Linked DNA regions of Mus musculus: all the other regions are linked to region 4. The links are chromatin contacts, called in public ChIA-PET and HiChIP or PLAC-seq maps. All regions are on one chromosome and are shown on one strand. The core of a region is the stretch at or near the end of the contact, and the rest is flanking DNA. Distances in the headings are between cores, read along the strand shown. Region 1 has its middle 7.8 kb from the start of Gm31869. Region 2 has its middle 54 kb from the start of Gm31869. Region 3 has its middle 74 kb from the start of Gm31869. Region 4 has its middle 58 kb from the start of Prdx6.

Region 1 (2,908 bases), core at 226-2,725, 470 kb after region 4:
AATGCCATCGTCTAGTCTCTTGTTAGTTTATTTCTATTTTAATTCTCAAAATAGAGCTTATTGTTGCCTAACCATTTCTGGGATTACGTGTTTATTTTCTTGTTTAGTTTTTTTTTTAAAACACAGCTTTGGAACCCCATTTAAGGATAAGTTTCATAAGAACGAATGAGACTTTGTGGGTGTACTTAGTGGTAAGAATACTTGCCTAGCAAATGCACTGGGCTGGGTTTGCTCCCCAGGACCCAAGATACAAATTAATAAAAGAATAATCATTATTATGTTCGCCATTCCACCCTCCAAACAATGCTTGACTCCTAGCATGTACTTAACAAATAGTCGTTAAATAACTGAATACTGATAATTATAATGAGGACAGAAGGCAAACTGATATGTGGCTAACAGTCTTCAGATCTGACAAGCCTAGTCTTGAGTTCTAACTGATACTCCATGGCCATTGAGAAGTTATCACTTCTCTGCTTTCTCACAAGCTGGAGTCAGTAATGTTTGGCTAAGGGGGTTGTTATGGGTATGACCTGACCTAAATATAGGCACTTTCTATAACTCTTGCTTAAAGGGAAGCAATGCAATCTTGCTATGTACATACATCATGATTTGAGGGCCATAATAAGCCTTGTGGTAAATGTTATATCACTCTTCAATTAAAAGTTGATCTACTTAACCACTCAGTGAACCATAAACACAAATTTGGCTTTAAGGCAGAAAAAGCATTCCTAATCAAGCATGGATCTATTGTGTGCTCACCTCGACTCCTGGTTACATTCTCTGCTAGAAACAGAAGCAATCTTCATATTCATTGGACAGGTTGGAAAAGCTGGCTGGCCAGCCTAGTCAGCAACAAGGCCCAAGAGCACAACTCTAAAGGGAGCTTCAGCAGAATCAAGCCTTGCTGGTTTCTTCTTTTCATCACCCTATCCAGACCTCTGCAGAAGTCTTCTGAATTTCGTAGAAACCAGAATAAGGCCACCTAAACGACGCAAAAAGGATGCTGAGGTTGAGATAATTCTTCCATTCCAGCTCACACTTCAGAGTTCTGTTTAACACCTCTGTCTCTTTCTCACCATCTAAAGAGTGTTGTCTCTTCTCAATGAATCTAAGGTCACTTCAGTCTAGACTTTAATCTCTTTGGGGAAGATCTAGCATATTATCCATTTACTTGAGGCTAGAGATAGTCTCTTTATAGCTCCATGAACCTCCTTCCAAAAAAAAAAAATGTATGCATTTTCTTCTACAGATTGGAAGTGGAGCAAGAACAGAGTTGGGTTGGAGCAGGATGGAGGATAAGCTCTAGAACAAACAAACCCAAAAGATCTATCCATGCCATTAAAAGCCTTGGAAACTCCAACAAGTAGCTGTTGTCTCATTGGCTAGGGTTCTTGTCTTGCATGCCTTACGTATTTGAACACTTTAAAACTTGATACCATCGTCGTGTCTCTTACCAAAACTTCACATAGTCTTTGAAGTGGTTCGTTCACCCACAGAAAGTGGGGCTGCAACATGAGAACGAAGAGGTTCTAGTCCCTCTATGACAGGCTGCTACTGGAAAGAGGGGGATCCCCTTGGCAGCTCACATCTCCTGAAGTGATCCCAAGTTTAATGAAGGAGGCAGCTATCAAGGGTAGCACTAAGCTTAAATGTCCCGTTATTGAAATTAAATATTTAAATGTCATCTCTTAAAATTGTATTTCAGAATGAAAAGACACAGTCATCAAGATGGCTAATCATATCTGCAGGAAAAGGAATACAGCTTTAGGTTGTCATGGTAAGCAAAATAAACCAGACTCAGAAAGTCAAATAGACAACTATAATGTTTTATTTCAGATTGAGGACAAAGACTTAAATATATGTACACACTTATGAATAGAAAACAGAAGGAGCTAAGGGGACCGGCAGGAAAGGAGAGAGAGGAACATAAGATGGTAACTGGAAATTAATATAAGTGAAGTACATGATATGAATCTATGAATATGTTATGAGTACCATTATTTATATGCTAATTAAAATGTGGCTAATCATAGTAGACTTTGTATATAATGAACACATAAGATATCCAATATCTCAATTATGAGTAAAGAATCTGAATAAGCCAGTTGCTCTTATATGTATAATGACATACTTAAAGTAAAAACAAATAATAAAATGATTTTAAAGACTATGGTTAATATGAAATAGTATTCTTTTACTTTCACACTTCAGAAGATTATTTTTCTGTCTGTTTCTTATAACAGGTAGTTTGTATAGTTGATGAGATTTTCTTATATGGGTCTTATGAAAATATTAATGAGCAAGAAATCTTAGTTGTCTCTGTACACGTGTGTATAAGCACATGCTCTGTGTGTGTGTTTGTGTGTGCACGTGCACGTATGATGTGTATATAGGCACATATGTCACAACACATGTGTGGAGGTCAGAAGACAACTTAATAGAGTCAGTTTCCTCTTCCCACGTTTATGTGCTTTCTGGAGAATTGACCTGAGGTCACTAGGTTTGCAAGTGCCTTTGCCTGCCAAACCATCTCACCTGTTGAGGAATTTATCTAAGCGTGGTGATCAGGAAACTTACTGAGAAATACAACAGCGCCACAGCTCCTCCTCCAGCAGCCTTTCCAAGGCCTGAAGGATTCCTTTTCATGTCAGCAACAGCATTTCTATAGAGGACCAAGAAAAGGAATTTCACAACGTCCGTGGGACTTACTTAAAGTCACATAGAGTTAAGCAAGTGGCCGTGGCTGAACTCACCCAGGCCTTCTCAGCCCGAATTCAATCCCTTTCCTTTTTTCCTCAGGACAACTGAGTTGCGAGAGACAGCAGAGTGTTGGCTCTGGGAGTCCAGATAGAAGCGGAGAGTCCATAGTTCTCGGGAAGAATCTAGAGAAAATCCATGGCCACCT
Region 2 (2,879 bases), core at 291-2,790, 400 kb after region 4:
TGCCATAATATTAGCTCAGAAACTCACAAAATAAAAACTCATTTCTCATTTACACAGATCTAAGGTAGGTTGATCTCTTATAGCTTACCTCTATACAGTGGCTCAGGGTTCAGGATGGCCTTAACTTGTGATGCTACCATGCTTTAATCTTGCACTTCAACTTCACGAAGAATATATAGAAGATCTCACAGGAGCTCTTCCTGTGCCAGGCCAGGTAAAAGTAAGGCATGAGCCCCCATGTGCTCTCTGTATCTCTCTGTCTCTCTCTCTCTCTCTCTGTGTATATATATATATATATATATATATATATATATATATATATATATATATATATATATACACACACATATATATTCAGTATCATCCCCAGATGCAAAGAAGGCTGGAGAACAAAACCTTCCTCAACCAGAAGGAAAGGAAAATGTCTTTACCAGAAATACTTCATCTTTCACAGCTATACTTTTATAAGAAAAAAGAAATAAAAGACAAGGTTTGAAAAGCATAGTGCAGCCACTTAGCTGGTAATGGGCACAGGTATAAACAGGAATAGGAAGTCCAGTCTTTGAGGGAGATAAGTTAGAATGCAACCAGATCGCAACCTTGCTAAGCTTTTGCCACAGGATGTGCTGTGCGTGGGAATCCCAAAACAGAAAGAAAGAAAGAAAGAAAGAAAGAAAGAAAGAAAGAAAGAAAGAAAGAAAGAAAGAAAGGAAGGAAGGAAGGAAGAAAGTAAGAAAGAAAGAAAGAAAGAAAGAAAGACAGAAAACAAGAGTTCATGACAACCACAGGCACTACTGTTGTAAGGGACAAATGAACCCTGCTGGGAAGATGTCCTGGCTGGATCTCCAGGCGTGCACACAAGTGGTGGTGTGAGGAAGTGATCTCCAGTGGTTTCTATATTTAGCACCGTCCTTCTCTGTGCCGGGTAAACCCTGGAATTCTTGGGGAATTTAAGTGGAGAGCTTCAAAAGAAACCATGCAGCTACTCCAGCAAAGGAGTTAAGGGAGAAAAACAATGTCCCATTTTTGAATAGCAAATGTGTTGAGCATTTCTTTCTGGTTTAAAGAGGGATATAGAAAAGATGTGTGTGGGAGAGAGAGAGAGAGAGAGAGAGAGAGAGAGAGAGAGAGAGAGAGAGAGAGAATTCTGATGTAGAAAAGTCAGTAGTATACTTTTACTAATTCTGTTTTTTGATTAAAATTTATGCTTAATCACTACCACCAAATCTTGCAGCAATACAAGACAGTTTAACTGGCCACAGCATGGCACACTGAATAATGAATAGTTCAGTGTGAGCTGAATTCATTTTAGAAATTCAGAGTCTTGAAAGCAGAGCAAGATTTTTGTTGTTGTTGTTGTTCAAAATATTAAGAAACAAGAGTGTCTAGAGGATACCCTTCCAGGATGTATTTAAAGTTCTCATGTGACTGTGGGTGTCTGATCAAAGTTCTTATGTAAACAGGATCTGTATGTGAGAACGCTCTCAGCGGTCGAATGTGGAACTTCGTTACGAATGGAGCAAAAGGTGGGCACGCAGCCAAGCAGTCACACGGGACTGAAACCGATGTTCTAAAGCCCGTTAGGCTCCTCACCACCTTCCCCTCTTGCTCAGCCCACTCAAACACAAAGCCAAAGGAGGTGCTTCTCACCTGTGAGCTGCCCCTACGCAAACCCCAAGTCCTATCTGATCTACTCTGAGAAGGCCTTTTACACAGAGAGTACACTGGCTCAAACACACCTCCCTCATGAGAAAAGATGGCTTCTCTGACCCAAAGCACGATCTTCCCTTGGGAATGCTAAGATTATTATTATTCATATTATTATTTTTAATAAAATCAAAGCATCAAGGACCTGTTAAGAAAGCCAACTACTACTTTATAGATCAAATCAAGTGACCCAAGGACTTTTTCATTATTACAGGGATCTACCTATGACTCTAACTCTCTAGCCAAAGAGAAATAGTAACCATGGTATCTTCGATTGACTCAGCAGCTGGACTGCATTGACATGCGCTCCAGAGGCCCCAAGACTAACTCTTTTCTAGCATCCCAGGGTCTCCTGCTCTGCTGACTGAATGAGGACCTGTTTAACTAGAAACTCTAGCCTTAGGGTTGTCACTCATCCCACACAGCTATTAAGAGAACCACCTAACTGCAAGGCCTGCTCCCACCACACAAGTAGCTCCCATGGCAGCTACAAGGCCCTCAACTATAATGACTACTGCTCTTCCATCCCTGGTGTTACAATTTTTTTTTTTTTGTTCCAGGTTTATTCCTAAAGAAGGATGTTTTTAGTTTTTGTCTTGGGGGAAAAACTCTTAAGTTCATTTGGAATTTCTCTTACTCAACTATTAAACGGAGAAGATAATCCAATTACATTTTTATTATTTACATGCAATTTCACCCTGGGAAAGTAAAAGGCAAACGATCTTAAAACCTTTCATGTGTCTTCTTTTGTTCTTCCAACTTCTTAAGCTATAGGAAATCTTATATTCCCTTCAAACTCAGTTATGACTCATTAGAATGATGTTATAATTGGATCAAACTAAAAGTGGCCCACCTGATAATTAGATTAACGGGCATCTAAGTTACCATAATTCTACTTCAGTGATGCTCCTTGCTAATACCCAACAATATGGCCCCTCTTATATTCCTTTGTCTGAACGCTGTTCAGGAATATTAATCCTACAACTTCTGTCTCCAATTAGCCTCAGCGACCCTAATGCAAACAGCTCTCCTAGCCCCTCCTAGTATACCAGATTTTTCTAAAATACTATGCAAATTAAACTCCCAGGCATCGTGCCTAGTCTTCCTTCACTCTGTGCTAGCCCTGGGCATGAAGAGTTGAAGAAGAAACTGCTACAGTCTCAAGTGGCTCT
Region 3 (3,294 bases), core at 649-3,148, 380 kb after region 4:
AGCTTGTAACTGTGACAATGACATGATTTTCTACATACTATAGCTTCTGTGCTCATCACTCAGATTCCAAAAGCAAAGACACGAACTGCTTTAGGGATTTACACACACAGCATGAGTGATAAAACAAAGAGGTTGAAAACAACCAAGACATCCCCATCCCTGTGGTACATGGAGCTGTAAGCAGCACTAGAGATGGGTGACACACCCACCAAGCAAAAAAAAGGTAGAGATGGCACCTGTCTGGGCCTGTCTGAATCTGCGTATCATTAGGAACACAGAGGTCTCCACATTGAATGAATCCAGCTCTGCCATCTAAGGGCTCACCAGGTACCCATCCCGCTTCCTGAAGAGAGTGGGAAATTTTTTGCAAGTACACAGGAAACATCCCTTGAAAACCCCCAGAAGAATTAGGTGATGACGGTGGTGAAGGCAACTCGTCAAGATCTGGGCTCAGACTGACAACCCTACAGCTGTCACCATAAGCTATTTCAGAACACCCGAGTGTGCTGCCCTTAATTATAAAATCATTAGTGTGATGGACGCACATATTTGTTCAATCAATGACATTCATGCAGCAAGCATCTATTCTGTGCCAGATCATTTATTGGCATTTGGGATGCAACAATTAATTTTTTTAAAGTCTTTGCCTTTATGGACTTAAGGGACAAGGGGAAGAAACAAAACAAATAGTTACCTAAGCAGTAAATCTATACAAAAGATAAACTCTGTGGAGGGAAGAGCCTGGGTTGCTGGGAGTGTGGAGGATGCTGTGTTCAATTTTAGATACTGCCATTGTCATGAGCTTCACCGAGAAGAAACAGTTGAGCAAGGCTTGAAGAACTGGAGGAGAACAGGACACCAGGTGACATGACCCTACAAGGCACCAGGCATGACTGAGTCTGATAGCAACTCAGATCTGTTCTCAGATACTAGGATGGTAAATGCAATGGGTCACAGTGTAGACTCGGGCATGGACTCGGTTGACCTACACTGGCTTTTGACCATGCCTTGCTGAGCAGACCTGTCCCAGATAGTATGCAAATGAGCCACGATGCCCCTGTGAGCATAATACAAAGAGACAACACAGAACCTCGCTCTAGATTTTTTTTCAAATCATGAATTAAGTCTTTATCCTAAACAGCCTTTCCCAGAATGTGTTCTTAAGCATGCTAGACCCAAGGCATGCCACACAAAAAAAAGGAAGCTGGTGTTTGCCATTGTGTGTGAGAGGACTTAGTCCGCAGTATCCCACACATAGTGCTGGCATGTGCAATACTCAAGAGTGCATAGGTGTTTTAAGTGACTAGCAGAAGAAAAATTTTAAAAAACCAAACAGCAACCATGTTTGTACCAGCTAACTGTCACTTCACAGTCACAGGCCACGAGACCATTTACTACCTGACATCACGGGCTGTGGGAAACCTGAGTCTGTGATGAGACATGCCTCCACTCTTGGAAACGAAATGAAAGATCCCTCCCAATTCTAACCAAAACACCGAGCTAACATAGAAGATCAAATAAAATGCAGATGGAAAATGGTCTCACGCATGAAAGTGCTGGGAGAAAGATAAGGAGACCCTGGGACCCATAAAAACAAAACTGAGACAGTTTACCCTGGGCCTTAATGTCACGGGATAACAGGCAGAAACTGAAACCAACGCGTCTTTATGTCGATGCACTCTTCTGGGGCCCAAAGGTCCTGTAAGAGTCTCAAACATTTCAAATAAAAGGTCTTTCACCATGAAGCTGGGACAAAAACAATTCAGCCTGGCTGTTTGAAGCATCAGGCAGGTCTCAAGTCACAAAACAAATACTGAAAAGAAAGAGATCAGAGGAAACCCACCACCCCACTACCCCCCATCCTGGAGTTGGTGAAGTCTCTACTTTCTGCTTGACTGACAGCAAAGATGTAGCCAACTTCAATACATTGAAAAATGGGGGAACTGACACCAGATGACGTTTTCCACTCAAGGAATGAGTAATAATGTCAAAGGGGGCACGGTCTGCTACCCCTGCAGTCTTTTGACACTTCCCCCATCGAAACAGTGATCCAGCAACAAGTAACAAATGCCACCCAAAACCAAATCTGTTACAGTCCGGTCCCCACTCAACTGAAACATGGGAGGGAGAAGGCCAGCAGAGAACACAAAAGTCACACCTCGTCTGCACCTTAGGTACTCCACGTAGGCACCACATTGAGTACCCCTGGGGGCCAACCTCTAAGCTAAGTTTCTCTGCAAATACCTAACCTCTTTTAACTGAACACCCATGGTAGCCATAACCACTTCAGTTAACAGGAAAGCACTGGAAACCAAAGGGAATGATGTAAAGGAGATGAACACTACAGACATATGAACACAGACGGACGAACGGACGGACGGATGCTGCTCTCTCCAATGAAGTAGTAAATAGGGGCAAGTACAGAGCAGATATGTCACTCAAGGAAGCATGTCTTACCTGAGAAGAGCCCAACAAGGAATGGTCATGACGGCTGTCACTGTAGTTTTTCCATTTCTGCTCTTGGTTAATCTTGTCACGTGTGTTCTTAGTGTGGACGCCTCATCCAAACACAGGGCCCTGTGGGCTGTGGAGCAGAAACCGCTATTTACAATTTTGCCAGATCAGAGATGTTTTAACCCAGACTGTATGGTAATCTGGGATAATGGGGCATCCTCATTGGATACCTTCCTTCCTTTATCACCACAACCTCTTCCCAGCCCCCAAATTCCTTCACTGTATAAAGAAAGAGACACAAATTTCAGGAGGGGAAAGAGATTCTATTTTCATATTTTATTACCAGGAGTCCATATGTGTTCATTGAAAATCTAAGTGGCGCTAGTAACGTTCCTCCTTCCTGGAATGGGTAAGAGAGGTAGTAAGTCACTTAAAAACTTAAGTTTTTCATAATATTTGGGGAAAATGTGGGAAGCAATAGAACCCAAGAATGGATTTTAAAAAGTTTTTTTTTTCTTAAAGGTGGAGGTGGTGGTGCTTTTAACCCCAGCACTCAGGAGACAGAGGCAGGCAGATCTCTGTGAATTTGAGACAAACCTGGTCTACAGAGAAAGTTTCATGACTGTAAGACTGTCAGGGATACACAGAGAAATCCTGTCTGGAAAAACAAACAAACAAAAAATGAAAAAACCCAAACAAACCAGGAGGAGGAGGAAGAGGAGGAAGGAGGAGAAAGGAGGAGGAAGGAGGAGGAAGAGGGGGAAGGAGAAGAAAGGAGGAAGAGGAGGAAGGAGGAGAAAGGAGGAGGAAGAGGGGGAAGGAGAAGAAAGGAGGAAGAGG
Region 4 (3,316 bases), core at 253-2,752:
AGCCTTCACATCTTGTAGTAGTCAGCCAACACAAAATAGATTCTGTGCATGTGCTTTATTATTTTCTGAGAGAGAGAGAGAGAGAGAGAGAGAGAGAGAGAGAGAGAGAGAGAGAGAGAGAGAGAGCACCGAGAGAGATATATATCATGAAGTTGGGTGGGTAGGGAGGGAGTTTGGGAGGAGTTGTGAGACATAATATAATCAAAACATACTGTATGAAAAATTTAAAAAATTAAAACTTAAAAAGATTTTCTGGATACAGTAATCTTGTTTGTAGTTATTTACTTTCTAGGTTTGAAATACATTATTCCTCTCTTTTCTTGTCTTCTAAGTCTGATGATTTGTTTGTTGTTGTAGGTGAATTGGTATTTTTTCCCCTTTACAGCTTTTTTTTTAAAAAGAGATTTATTTATTTATTTTCTGTATGTGAGTGCACTGTAGCTCTACGGATGGTTGTGAGCCTTCATGTGGTTGTTGGGAATTGAATTTCTAGGACCTCTGCTTGCTCAGGTCAACCCTGCTCGCTCCAGTCAGCCCCCGCTCCAGCCCAAAGATTTATTTATTATTATACATAAGTACACTGTAGCTGTCATCTGACATACCAGAAGAGGGCATCAGATCTCATTATGGGATTTGAACTCAGGACCTTTGGAAGAGCAGTCAATGCTCTTACTGAGCCATCTCGATAGCCTCCCTTTACAGCTTTTAATATTGCTCCTGTGCTTCTTGTTCTGACATCTTAACTATAACACATCATGGAGATGTTCTTCTCCAGTGATGTGTATTGCAGAGTTCTAAATACCCCTTGTGTTTTGAAATCCATTTTTCTCTTAAATTGAAAAAAAAATCTGTTTTATTGAATAGTTTAGTTATACCTTTAGTTTTTATACATTTCCTACTAACTGAGAATTTTTATAGTTGATCTCTTGATTGTATTTTGAACATTTTCATCATGTTTGTATACATGTATATGTATGTCTAGGAAATACTACATTCAAACATGAGTAAAGAAATGTGTGTGTGCGTGCATGTGTTTGTGTGTATTTCTGCATCTGTGTCTATGTGTGTGCCTGTCTGTGTGTATGTGTGCCTGAGTGTATGCATGTGTATGTGTGTACATGTGTACATTTGTGTCTGTATGTGTGCATGTGTGTATATGTATGTGTCTGGGTATATATGTGTGTCTGTGTCTATGTGTGTGCATCTGTGTGAGTGTCTGTCTGCATCTGTGTGTGTGTGTGTGTGTGTGTGTATTCTCTTCAGACAGTGTCTTGCTTTGTAGCCCAGGATGGTCTGAAACTCAAGTTTTGGCCTTTCCTCCACTGTTCTGGAATTACTACGTGGATTTATACTACACCCAGATAAGAAAGTTGTTTTTAAGGAAGTGAATGTTTTTGACATTCAAAACTGCTGTTTGGGGTTTTGATGTGGTTTGCAGTGGTGCCCTGGTATGATTTGCTGCTTTACTGTTGTGGTGTCTAAGACACAGAAAGTCAGAGTCAGTGCATGAAATGAATCGGACTTTTACTCAGTCTCCTGGCTGGGATGATTTCCTTTCTAAGGTCTGTTTTATATAAGCTACTCACCTTTTCACTTCCCTCTCGATGTTATCTGATACTGGTGTTCAGTTTTGTTATTGATTGACCACAAAAACCTGGTTCTTTCTTGTAATCATATTGAATCAGAAAGTCAAATACTGAAGTACTTCTGGAGAGATAATTCAGCGGTTAAGAACTCATGCCGCTCTTACAGAAGACCCGAGTTTGGTTCTTAGTACCATGCTCCATGGCTCATGACTGTAGCTCTGGCTTTAGGGAATTCAACAGCTTGCTATTCCTAGGGCACTCAAATTCATGTGCATATACTCATATGCACACAGATACATAGTTAGAAATAAAATAGTTCTTTAAAAAAAAAGTAAAAATTTAGGAATACTTAAACCTACAATCAGCAGTTATCACTGGGCAATAAAGAATGCCAAAATTAAAGCATGCTATGTTCTGCACATTAATTGCTCTAAGTATGGAAATAATAAATGAGATAAAGAAGGTAAGGAAAGAGGAAAAATGGAAGAAAAACGGGTTTAATGAACAAAAAGAAAAGGAACAACAACAACAACAACAACAACAACAACAACAAAACCCCAACATGGTGGGGAATAGAAAAGATCAAGAGGTCAGAAAAAAATTAAAAAAAGAAAACACAGAATCCCCCCAGTGCCAAGAAAAGACTGGGATCAAAATTAGACAAATGCCAGATAAGAAGTAAAATATAAATCATGAGTTGTAAGATCAAGATACAATTATAGTTAAGTATAGAGAGTATAAAGGAGAAAGGCAGTCTTAAAAGAAGAGAATAAGAGGTTGCACTCTAAATGAAGAATATTGTGGGGATAAAATTAAGTGACTATGCTATGTGTATGAAGGGGAATAAGAAATAAAATATAAACGTTTTTAAATACAATAAAGTAAAAATTCTACCAAACTTTTAGGGAAAGTTAAAAAAAAAAAGGATCATGAAGTGGAAAAACAAACACACACGAAGAAAAAAACGAAGAATGGGAAATAAAAAGATGGCGTGTTGTTTCAGGTCCTTGAAATCTGGAGTCTGGCTGTTACAGTCTCGGATGGGAGTGTAGTGGGTGGGCTGAGTGCATCCACACTTGTTTTCCCTGTAGTTTCTGCTGGAGTCGTCCCTTCTTTGGGTAAGTATCCACAATGGCCTCCCCAGCTGCCTTCACTTTAGTGGCTTTCCTGATTTGTGTACTTAGGGCCTGTGATGGCTACATTCAGTTCTTTACTTTGTGTGTCGGGCAGGTTCTCTTCCTTCTTATACTCCCCAGAGAAGAATTAATGAAAAATGTGTGAGACTATAGTTAAGTTAGTACGAAGATTAGAGTTTAAAAAACTCACACAATAGTATATTAAAACTTTGTTATTAGTGTCAATTATTAATTAAAATTTAATACTGACATTTAGGGATATGAAATGAAAATTTTTTTTATGTATATGAGTCTTTTTGCCTGTATATACACTCACAGAGGTCAGAAGAGGGTATTGGATCCCCTGGAATCTAACTGGAGTTACAGACAGTTGTTAACCATTATATGGGTGTTGGGGACTGAACTCCAGTCTTCTAGGAGAGCAGCATGTGCCCTTAACTACTAAGCCAATTCTCTAGCCCTGTTTTCTTTTGTTTTAGAGATAGGATTTTTGATTTGTAGCCAAAGCTGGTCTGAATTTCACTCTGTAGCCCAGGCTGGCCTTGACCCTTAGTAATCCTTTTGCCTCAGGCTCACTACTTCAGGGGATATAGT

The links. ChIA-PET counts read pairs in DNA pulled down with a chosen protein or histone mark. HiChIP or PLAC-seq counts read pairs in DNA pulled down with a chosen protein or histone mark.
Region 1: a BATF HiChIP or PLAC-seq map of CD8 T cells shows a contact between it and region 4, with 6 read pairs. The contact joins two enhancer-like sites. A contact is called at or near these places in 2 of 39 promoter capture datasets (the 3T3-L1 cell line and hippocampal neurons) and 3 of 115 datasets of contacts at active chromatin or transcription factors (CD8 T cells, Th17 cells and memory CD8 T cells).
Region 2: a contact with region 4 is called in a BATF HiChIP or PLAC-seq map of CD8 T cells, with 7 read pairs. The contact joins two enhancer-like sites. A contact is called at or near these places in 1 of 15 datasets of contacts at CTCF or cohesin (CD8 T cells), 4 of 484 Hi-C or Micro-C datasets (the MNK3 cell line, bone marrow-derived macrophages and common lymphoid progenitors) and 3 of 115 datasets of contacts at active chromatin or transcription factors (CD8 T cells, Th17 cells and memory CD8 T cells).
Region 3: an RNA polymerase II ChIA-PET map of memory CD8 T cells shows a contact between it and region 4, with 33 read pairs. The contact joins two enhancer-like sites. A contact is called at or near these places in 2 of 15 datasets of contacts at CTCF or cohesin (CD8 T cells and large pre-B cells), 33 of 484 Hi-C or Micro-C datasets (the AML12 cell line, B cells, the Ba/F3 cell line and 20 more) and 4 of 115 datasets of contacts at active chromatin or transcription factors (CD8 T cells, Th17 cells, embryonic stem cells and 1 more).

What each region holds. Positions count from the first base shown.
Region 1 is chr1:161,773,891-161,776,798 of GRCm38.p6, forward strand. No RefSeq gene overlaps it. Among named protein-coding and RNA genes, the nearest start is that of Gm31869, 7.8 kb to the left of the region's middle. Within about 2 kb of position 1,476, at least 22 of the 459 cell types and tissues checked have an H3K27ac peak or open chromatin away from gene starts, as enhancers often do. A contact at or near this core is called in CD8 T cells and memory CD8 T cells, where this site is marked.
Region 2 is chr1:161,711,606-161,714,484 of GRCm38.p6, forward strand. No RefSeq gene overlaps it. Among named protein-coding and RNA genes, the nearest start is that of Gm31869, 54 kb to the right of the region's middle. Within about 2 kb of position 1,541, at least 59 of the 459 cell types and tissues checked have an H3K27ac peak or open chromatin away from gene starts, as enhancers often do. A contact at or near this core is called in CD8 T cells and memory CD8 T cells, where this site is marked.
Region 3 is chr1:161,691,968-161,695,261 of GRCm38.p6, forward strand. No RefSeq gene overlaps it. Among named protein-coding and RNA genes, the nearest start is that of Gm31869, 74 kb to the right of the region's middle. Within about 2 kb of position 1,899, at least 10 of the 459 cell types and tissues checked have an H3K27ac peak or open chromatin away from gene starts, as enhancers often do. A contact at or near this core is called in CD8 T cells and memory CD8 T cells, where this site is marked.
Region 4 is chr1:161,307,984-161,311,299 of GRCm38.p6, forward strand. No RefSeq gene overlaps it. Among named protein-coding and RNA genes, the nearest start is that of Prdx6, 58 kb to the left of the region's middle. Within about 2 kb of position 1,503, at least 27 of the 459 cell types and tissues checked have an H3K27ac peak or open chromatin away from gene starts, as enhancers often do. A contact at or near this core is called in CD8 T cells and memory CD8 T cells, where this site is marked.